2 separate regions of the Sus scrofa genome follow, and region 2 is linked to region 1. A link is a contact called in public Hi-C data. All regions are on one chromosome and are shown on one strand. Each heading gives the region's core, a stretch centred on a gene start, on an enhancer-like site or on the middle of the called end of the contact. The rest is flanking DNA. Distances are from core to core; before and after follow the strand shown.

What was found. Hi-C and Micro-C count contacts between places; a contact is called where the count stands out from the background.
Region 2: a contact with region 1 is called in a Hi-C map of liver, with 6 times the contacts expected there. The contact joins two enhancer-like sites. A contact is called at or near these places in 1 of 5 promoter capture datasets (liver) and 5 of 47 Hi-C or Micro-C datasets (embryonic fibroblasts and liver).

The regions. Positions count from the first base shown.
Region 1 is chrX:7,509,559-7,514,741 of Sscrofa11.1, forward strand. The region is part of intron 3 of MID1 (E3 ubiquitin-protein ligase Midline-1); the gene reads right to left. Among named protein-coding and RNA genes, the nearest start is that of MID1, 390 kb to the right of the region's middle. Within about 2 kb of position 3,138, at least 6 of the 83 cell types and tissues checked have an H3K27ac peak or open chromatin away from gene starts, as enhancers often do. A contact at or near this core is called in liver, where this site is marked.
Region 2 is chrX:7,854,437-7,859,619 of Sscrofa11.1, forward strand. The region is part of intron 1 of MID1 (E3 ubiquitin-protein ligase Midline-1); the gene reads right to left. Among named protein-coding and RNA genes, the nearest start is that of MID1, 49 kb to the right of the region's middle. Within about 2 kb of position 2,610, at least 8 of the 83 cell types and tissues checked have an H3K27ac peak or open chromatin away from gene starts, as enhancers often do. A contact at or near this core is called in liver, where this site is marked.

The sequences.
Region 1 (5,183 bases), core at 1,888-4,387:
AGCCACAGCCACACGGGATCCTTGCCGTGTCTGTGACCTACACCACAGCTCATAGCAACGACGGATCCTTAACTCACTGAGCGAGGCCAAGGACTGAACCCGCAATCCTCATGAGTACTAGTCGGGTTCATTACCGCTGAGCCACAGTGGGAACTTCTTAGTAATTTTTAAACAAAGGGCTCCCTGTTCTCATCTTGCACCAGGCTCTGTAAATTGCATAGCCCGTCCTGTATGTAGGTTTGAGCACCGTCAGAGTAAGATGCTGGCCTTCCTGGGAAACACGGTAATGTCTAAAATATGATGCCCTTCTGGAAGGAGCTTACGGTCTAAGGAGATAAGACATGGCTAAGGACAATGAGAACATGCAGTCAAATGTAATAATTCAATAAAGAGGCCTGGGTGCTCTGTACTTCAGAGGATGATGGCAAGCTTATTTCAAGCTGGGAAAAAACCCCAAATGCCTTATGAATGGGGTGTCATTTGAGCTGGGACATACTTTCAAACAGATTCTTGAGTACTTATTGCTTTGCAGGAAGACAGGAAAACAAATCAAATAAGTAGAGGAGATTATCCTTCTTGCCATCTGGTCCACTCTGTGGTTGGACTGTTTTTCTTAGGTACCTTAGTTGACTTTGGAGTTTTAATCATAGGATTCCCTTTTTTTTTTAACTCGTTAAGTGTGGTCTTCTGTGGAAAAAACAGTTTCAACTTTTCAAAGGGGCGGGGGATGGGTGGCATTTGTGTGCCTCTCAGGAGGCTTTGTTGGCGATGTCAGATGAAACCATTTGACGGGGGCGGGGGGGACACGACGACTTGATTTTCTGCGCAGGAGTTGCTCTCTGGTTATAGCCTCATGGCTATGAGGCAATGGCTGTGAACTTGAAATCTCTAATATTGTGTAAGCGATCCAAGGCGCACTTCCCTGCAGACTGGGTAAATCACATCATCTCACTACACCAAAAAGCAGCACTCTTTGTCCTGCCAGGGACGATGTCACTGTGACACGGAGGGTGCCAGCCCTCCATATCCAGGAATCCAAATGAGTCCACCTCAGGGCCGTAAGGAAGCCCAACCAATAAAATCAGGCACCAAAGCGATCATCTGTTGGGAGTTCCTTGGTGGCGCAGTGGTTAACAAACCCAACTAGGAACCATGAGGTTGCAGGTTCGATCCCTGGCCTTGCTCAGTGGGTTAAGGATCTGCGTTGCCGTGAGCTGTGGTGTAGGTTGCAGATGTGGCTCGGATCCTGCGTGGCTGTGGCTCTGGCGTGGGCCGGCGGCTACAGCTCCGATTCAACCCCTAGCCTGGGAACCTCCATGTGCCGCGGGAGTGGCCCAAGAAATGGCAAAAAGACAAAAAAAAAAAAAAAGCTATCATCTGTTAGTTCCCTGATGGCTCAGCGGGTTCAGGACCTGGTGTTGTCTCTGGTTGATGCTGTGGCGCGGGTTCGACCCCTGGCCTGGGAACTTCTGCATGCTGAAGGCGTGGCTAAGAAAAAGCTCTCATTTGCTGTACCCAGAGGTCCGGATCGCATCTCTCCCACCTTCCGCAGGTGCCTTCCCATCAAAGACTCTACTTAGGAGAGATTTGATTTTGAGGAGAGAATAAGCATCCATGAAGATTGGAAGTAAAAATAATACATGAAGTCTATTTCATAAGGATAAAGCTGCATGGAACTGATTTTTTAAAAATTACTTTTAGGATATATTGCCATGTTAAATTTTCAATATTAAAAGTGAATTTTAAAAATCTTTTTACATGAAAGGACATAACCATATGCCAGGCTTAGGGTCAATACCCTTAGAAAAAGAAGGTACTACACCAAAAAATGATACAGTTGATGGACTTGGCAGAGGAGTCTTTCTTGCCCTATTTCATAGTGATTCGTCATATGTTCTATATTTCTAGAATTTATCCTCTTTAATTCTTTGATTTTTTAGGCTATGCCCATGGAGTGCAAAAGTCCCTGGGGCCAGGGATCAAACCTGCGCCATGGCAGTGACAAAGTCAGATCCTTAACCCGCCGAGCCACTGGGGAACTCAGAGCCTCCTTAATTCTTAACAGAACAGGGTAGAAGTGTAAAAAAAAAAAATCCACTATGTGTTTTTAAGAATCTGATTGTGGATAAATCTATACACAAGCAAGGTACTATACAATAAATTATATGTTATGAGATTTTTCTTCTCTCTCTGTCTCTTCTTTTCTTTTTAGGGTTGCGCCTGCAGCATATGGAAGTTCCCAGGCTAGGTGTCAAATCGTAGCTGGAGCTGCAGGGCTACACCACAAACACAGCAACGCTGGACCATTAACCCACTGAGTGAGGCCAGGGATGGAACCCACATCTTTGCAGACACTGTGTTGGGTTCTTAACCTGCTGAGCAACAACGGGAACTCCTGGAGCTTTTTCTTTTAGCCTTACCTAAGCTTGATTTCCCCCTAGAGATTTCAGCCAGAACCGGAAGCAGACAGACTCCGGATATTAACGAAGCTGCATTTGTCATTTCTTACAAAATGATCATTTTGACTTGCCCCATAGGATACAATGAATAGAGATCTCTCATTATTTTAAGACGCTAATAATCTAATTTCCCATGAGGGAAAAGGAGGGAACATTTAAATAAACGTATTTACTTGTGATTTGTGACAAGATCGAGCCAGAAAAGGAGGCATTTTTGACACTGTAGGTTTTATGACTCCAGCTCGGATCAAAGGTCAGTTATCTTAGGTATTCAGTCCACAATAGAAAGTTTAGTTTAGTTTTCTCCTCTGAGAAAAGAGCAGAATAATAAAGATACATTTGACTAAAATGCAAGAGCCAAGGCTGCTTGAATGAAACCACCGTCTGGCAGAATTTATGAGGGAAAAAGAAAATCGTGGAAGCAGCCGCTGGCTGTTGAAAGAGGTGGCACAGGACCAAGTCCAAGAACAGCAAGCTTCACCTTTGCCCTCATTTCCCATCTGAAGCACCGTGGCGGCATCACATGTTTCCAACGTCAGCCTTCTGGTCCTTATAACCACTGGGCTTTGGCATTCTGGCAACTCGCTGACCCACATTTTTGGTGGCCGAACTGTGGTCGGTGTGGCTCAGGGAGCCAGGAACTGCCGACTCAACTCTTTCTGAAACCTGCGGCTGCACAGGCACCAGTGGGCAATGGCTGGATTCCTCTTCTGTGTCTGGAGCACATGACATAGTGGGACTGGGAAGGGATACAATTAGCAAATGTTGCCAGATTTTTTTTTTTTTTTTTCCGGCTCAAGGCAGGCAGAAGTTCCTGGGCCAGGGGTTGAACCCATGCCACAGCAGTGACAATGCCAGAGCCTTAACCCACTGAGCCACCAGGGAACTCCAGGACTTCCTTCCTTCCAACTTCTCTCTCTTTCTGTCTACCGGCAGTATGTGGAAGTTCCTGGGCCAGGAGTCAAATTGCAGCTGTACCTGCTGACCTACGCCACCTTCACAGCAACGTCGGATCTGAGCCGCATCTGCGATCTACACCACAGCTCAGAGCAACGCCAGATCCTTAACCCACTGAGCCAGGTCAGGGATCGAACCCTCGTCCTCATGGATACTAGTCGGGTTCTTAATCCACTGAGCCACGATGGCAACTCCCAGCTCTACTCTCCTGATCCCACTGGAATCCTCGGAAAAGCTGAGACAAAGAACTAGGTCTGCCATCAAACCTCCATTTATGTCATGTCTCTGTCACGTGGCCGAACAAAGCTTCACTGTGTGTATTTCATCGTCTTTTTTTTTTTTTTTTTTTTTTTAGGGCCACACCCATGGCATAAGGAGGTTCCCAGGCTAGGGGTGGAATTGGAGCTACAGCTGCCAGCCTACATCACAGCCACAGCAACACAGGATCCAAGCCGCATCTGTGACTTACACTACAGCTCACAGCAACGCCGGATGCTTAACCCACTGGGCGAGGCCAGGATCGAACCCGCATCCTCATGGATACTAGTCAGATTCCTTTCTGCTGCGCCACAACAGGAACTTCCCCTCATCATTTTTTTTTTTTTTTTGCAACTCTGCCTTCTGAATTATGAGGAATGAGCTCATCAGAGCCACGTGGAGATCCACAGGAAGGGAAAATGTGTCTGCACTCCGCTAAAGCAGAGGGGACTCTGCAGCTTCTTCGAAGACTCGAGAGCATCGTCATGCTATGTAAAGCCGTGGTTCTCAAAGTGTGGTCCCCCGGCACCCCAGCAGCAGCACAGGGAAGGGAGAGATGGAGAGAAATAGGGCAGAGACTCAGGCTCCCTCTCAGTCCTTCTGAATCGGAATTCTGAGGCTGGGTCCCAACAATCCGTGTTGTGCCAAGCCTGCGCGTGATTCTGTCCCATGCTCGACTTGAGAACCCCGGGTCTAAGGAATCACTGAGTAGGTGATGTCTACGAGAGGCAACAGTGCTGGCCTCCCCTGGGAAATGGGCTGCTGCTCATGTGTTACCAGGGGCACTTCAGCTTTGTATTTGGGCCGTGACATCAGACCAGTCCAGTTTAGTTGAAGAAAATAAGCCATCTGCTCCCTCACATCCTGTTATTTGGCTTATTCGAATTTGAATTACCCAAGATTTACCTTATTACCCGGGGGGGGGGGAATAAAACATACTTTGTATTACTGGAGAGTAATTCTTTGGACCAGTCTCCATATATCACTGTCAGTTTCTGTGCAATTAACATTTTTATCTTCTCGGAGTTCCCGTCATGGCTCAGTGGTTAACGAATCTGACTAGGATCCATCCATGAGGTTGCGGGTTCGACCCCTAGCCTGGGAACCTCCATGTGCCACGGGTGCGGCCCTAAAAAGACACACCAAATAAAATAAAATAAAAGCTTCAAGTAGTTTAAAAATTTTTATTTTCTCCTCGAAATAAAATTTTCAGAATTTTTGGGCAGACACACATACCCCTGAATCGCTGTGCTGTACACCTGAAATTAACACGATACTGTATGTCAACTATACTTTAATTAAAAAACGAATTTATTGGAGTTCCCATTGTGACTCATATCCATGAGGACGTGGGTTCGATCCCTGGCCTTGTTCAGTGGGTTAAGGATCTAGCGTTGCCATGAGCCATGGTGTAGGCTGCAGGTGCTGCTCGGATCTGATGTTGTTGCTGTGGCTGTGGTGTAGGCCGGCAGCTACAGCTCTGATTTGACCCCTAGCCTGGGAACCTCC
Region 2 (5,183 bases), core at 1,360-3,859, 340 kb after region 1:
TGCCCTTTATAAAAAGTATGCCAGCTCCTGGGTTAGACTGGTATACTCTACCCACAAGAGGACCCCATAGGTTGGTATTGTTTTCATGTCCCCGATGAGGCAGTGGAGGCTCTAAGAGCAGAGGGGACTTCGCTATTCACAGCCCTGCAGGGAGAAAACTGAGGGTAGAACTTGAACATGGGAACAAGCCGCCCCACCGCAGGGCCTAGGGCTCTTCCCTGAGACCTTGGAACTGTGTGTGGAGGCCTCAGCACTAGGGTTTCCGACAACCCGACAACCCTCTCAGCCTTGCAGACCGTTGTCACTCAGGCCCTCAGGTCCCCAGGCCCCCCAGTCTCCATTCACACCTTATCAGCATGTGCTGGGGGCTATTTTAGGCACTGGGTTTCTTGACCTGTTACTTCGGTTCGTTTATGTTTTGCATGTGTTTCATATGATTAGGATTTACATGGCAAGCAGATCACTTGCATTAAGGGAGCCTTGCAAATAATTATAGAAACCTTAAGGGGTTTCCAGGGATAATTTTGGGACTGTTGGTCCCAAATGCAATTGTTGCTCCTTTTCGTTATTAGACAGACTGTTCCCTTTTCAGCATCCCATATTGAACTCATGGTGCTTTCCTTACTGTATTGATTACAACTCGGGTTCCCTTTTATAGAGGCATTTGTCAATAGAAAACAGTTCTTAGATCCTCTTTGAGTCAGTAGAGACATTCCCCCAAATTATTTACTCGAGGATCCAGAGCCTTTTCATTAGGCCTATGGTAGAATTTAAGGAAGCAACACTACAATTGGGATTAATTTGTGCTGGCTAACAGATCTCGTAAGGCTTGGGGCTTAGTGCTCTTCCTGACCATTATCTGCACGTAGATTCCGGCTGCTTTAGTCTTCCGTCCAGTATCTCTTCCATTTCATGTGGTCCAAGGTGTGCCATCAAATGCAACAGTCCAGGCCCGCACAAATCACATTACCCTCTTCTACTCCTAGACTTAGTAAATGATCACAAAGAAAGTATGTGACTCAATAGGAGCTGATGACCCAGGATGTTCAAGGAGTTGGGAGAGGAGTTCCCTGGTGGCTCAGTGGGTTAAGGATCCCACGGTGTCACTGCTATGATTCCAGTTGCTGCTATGGTACAGGTTCGATCCTTGGCCCCAGAACTTCTACAGGCCATGGGCATGGCCAAAAAAAAAAAAAAAAAAGAAGTGGTGACAGAGGTTGTCACACGGACACCAGGCTGAGAAAGGGAGGCAGAGCCCCCAGATCCAGCCCTTCCTGAGCTTCACCCACTCCTGGACTTCCTAGGGATTTGAACCAATAAATTCCTTTTGGCTACTTAACTAATTCAAGTTGGGCTTCTCACTCAAAACCCAAAACATCCTCATTATTAATGTCCTCACAGGGCACTGAGCCAGTCCTCATCCTGGCTGCAACCTTAGAGCTCCCAGGCCATGTCTCTGCCAGGTTCAAGGGCTTTAGAAATGGAGAACCTATGGGACGTGAGATGCAACACAACGTCTTGGATATAGTTATGCCATCTCTTAGGGACAAAAACTGCATTCTGGACTTGATTTCTTCAGCTCCATTTCTCCCTGCTCTTTTGCCCTTCTTGCAGGGGTATCAGGACAAAAATCCTTGCGCTGATGACACTGATGGAATTAATCTCAGGAAAGAAAAAACCAAGTAGGATTAGTGGCTGGACCCCCACCATTGATAATGCTTGACGGAGTGGGCTGGCCAGAATGTGATGCCAGGGTTGGACCCCAATCCTACCGGTGGTCCCTAGCACCACAGAGGGAATCAGGAAGGAGAAATAAAACCCAGAGCTTCGGGAGTTTCCGTTGTGGTACAGTGGAAATGAATCCAACTGGGATCCATGAGGTTTCGGGTTGGATCCCTGGCCTTGCTCAGTGGGTTAAGGATCTGGCATTGCTGTGAGCTGTGGTGTAGGTCACAGACGTGGCTTGGATCCTGCATTGCTGTGGCTCTGGTGCAGGCCAGCGGCTACAGCTCCCATTTGACCCCTAGCCTGGGAACCTCCATATGCTGCGGGTGCGGTCCTCAAAAGCAAAAAAGTGAAAAATAAAAAATTTAAAAACCCAGAGTTGCAGAGTCATAACCAAATGGCTGCAAAATTATCCTTTGCGGGAAGCCATTTTTTTTTCTCCTTTGTTTTCCAGAAGATACCTTTCTAAACCTGCCTAACTTCTGCCTTACTGGATTCTTTAACTGTCACCTACAGCATTAGCTATGACTCAGAATTTCCTGTGATAAACTCTACAACCTCCCTCCTCCCTCCCCCGGGAAAGTTCCTGACTGAGGCCCACCCACTCCAGCCAAAACTCAGTTCCGAGTGGCTGTGAGATGCCTCGGTGTCGTTTGAACTGCGCGCTTGCACGTGTTTGCAGGTAATGCTAAACAGGCAGCCTCCTTTGTTGTCTCATTTCGATGCAGTTTAACTTGGCGTCCTCCGTTTCAGACTGATGGGAACTGAAGTCGCTCTTTAGGAAGGAAAGCTCTTTGTGTGAAAGGCAGTCCGCCAAGGTGCTAATTCCATCTCTGGTAGGTTTTTCCCAGGACTGTGTTCCTTATCCAGGAATTTCCCTGAGCTTGGTGGTTTGCTAGTCCAAATTCCAGCTTTGAATAAATAAACCAGCTGAAGTGCTCGGTTGCCTCAGGGACGTAGCAGGGCAGTTTCTGAACTTCCATCGCCCCCCAGTGGCAATTTCTGAAGTCTTTTTGTTAGGCATTTTCTTACTCAAAAGGACTTCGGTTCTGATTCTTCCCTCCAAAGCTGTTTAAAAAAAAAAATTTTTTTTTTTTTAATTCTCACACTGAAGATTAGGAAATGTTTGTGTGGGGGTGTGTGGTAATGTCAAGTTCACAGCTGCTGGTTCAAGAGGTCGTAGATTCATGCAATTGACAAGAATCATGTAATTGGGGTGCCCTTTGCAAAAAATCCTTATCAGAGCTGTAGAGTCCAATACAAAGGGATCACCATGAGTTTTTTTAATTTAAAGGCTCTAGAGCTGGGTCTCCATTTTCATGGCCCAATTAGACCACTGTCATTAACTGTCATTTTTAAAGTCATGTTAGCCTTTTGTAAACTTTTCCACCATAAAAATTTTTGTAACCTTATCCGAGGAGGTAAGAAAAACATTTAAGGCCAAAAAATATGAAGGTTTATAAACTCTCTATATATACATATATATAATGTTATATGCAAAGTTACATGTATAGGAAATATATATAAATATGAAAAATATGAAGGTTTATAAACCATATATATGTTATATACAAAATTTTCCATAACTTTGCAAAAGCCAACATCGAACGCACCCAAAAAAGTAGAAATAGCACTGTTTGGTTGTCAAAACCTGCAGCAGATTAATCCACAAGGCGGCAGAATCAAATGAATAAAAGTTCTGGTGATTTCAAGCTTTAACTGGATGAAACTCAGAAATAGGTGATAGAGTTGCCCTAAGTCATCAGATAAAGATGCTGAATTGTCTCAATGGTCAGAAGGAACTGATAGACAAAATTTCATTCATCCACAACCCATCCACTCAGCTATCATCCCTTCCTGGGATCCGTTCACCACCCCCCACCAGGCCATCCTCCCAACCATCCCTTTAGACAGGTTTAGGTAGATGCTCTGGGAAAAACCAACGAGAAAAAAAACAAAGTGTTTCTTCACTGCAAGAATAGTTTTGCAACCACTTGAGAGGGTGCCGTGGGCTTCATTTCTCCTTCCTAATGATCTCCATCCATGCCTCTCCACGTTAGGTCTGTGGCTGACATTGTGTGAGGTACCAAGAAGAAAAGATGGATAAAAGATACGGTACCTGCTTTCATGGTTCTCAAAGCAAAGGGGGCTTTTAAGATGCTTTTCGGTATGATGTCTGTTCTGAGGCCTCATTCTCAGAGAAAGTGGAAATAGCCAGGAGCAAATCACGAAATCCAGAAAAGTCTCTCAGCAGGTAGCATCAAGACGGCCTAGAGACCTAGTTGGCCTTGATTGCATGGGGTAGAGATAAGAACTCATTCAGCCTCAGCCACTCAATGTTTTCTCTGAGAAGCAAAATGTAGGCTAGGTGAGATGCCAAAAACACAAACGATTCTGAGGGAGAGAACAGGTGTACATAGGAAATAGCCAAGGAACGCTTTTATAGCATAATAAGCTCACAGACACGTGTTAGATATAGTCCGTGCTTTTTGGTGGCTGCTATAAAGTATTTCACCTCATTTTCTAGGAAAGGAGGAAGTAGAATGTAAGAAAGCAGGTCCAGGCTGAGGAGGCTTATTTTCAGCTCAAAAAAGAGAAGGTTCTTGCCTCCCCACCCACCATGGAGTTATTGCTTCAGCTTATTTTTCAGATGACAGTAAATGCTTTTGGTTCACCACCTGCTATCCCCCACCCCCACACCCCTTCTAAATTAGAGGCCAGACTTAACGGTCCTTTAAATAATACTAACCCCGGGCTGGCCTTCTCCACACCAAGCATTCCTGCCACTCCTAAATCCGGAGTGGAAGTGCCTATCCCTCAGCTTCCTTTACTCAGATCTTGACTCCTTTCCGGCCAGAATATTCTCCTCCTCTGGCCACCCTTCCTCCCTCACTTTTGGAGGATAAATGTCATCAGCTCTCTTTTGCTCACATATCCTAAAGCCTGGTGCTCTGGGGGCCTCAGGAGTAGTGTCCAAATAGACCTTCTCTGTTTCGTGTCTAGCACAATATCTCGCACATAGTAGGTGCTCAATACTTTGTCAAAAGCAAGGGAAGGGGGAATAACGAGGAGAGAAGGATGGGAGGAAGGAGAAGTAACAGAGGAGGGGAGAGAGTGAGAGAGAAGAGAGAACAATGAAAAAAATACAGAAAGTCATTCTTTGACGAGGACACGATATCTCTTTAATAAAAATGACCCGCCAATTAAATAAATATTCACTTGTCCTTAACGAATGTCCTAAGCGCACTTTTGAAGTTTGTTTTGTGAAGTTTGTTTTGCTTAGTGATGTGACGTTAAAGAAATGGACTCTATTGGAGTTAATAGTTTAAAGTGATGGTTTACCAGTGTTTTCCCATGGTAGGTTGGGGGCCAGAATGAGCTGTTCCCTGTTAAAATAAAAGACACACACACACACACACACACACACACAATTTTCAAGAAATCTTTAAGTTAAAAAG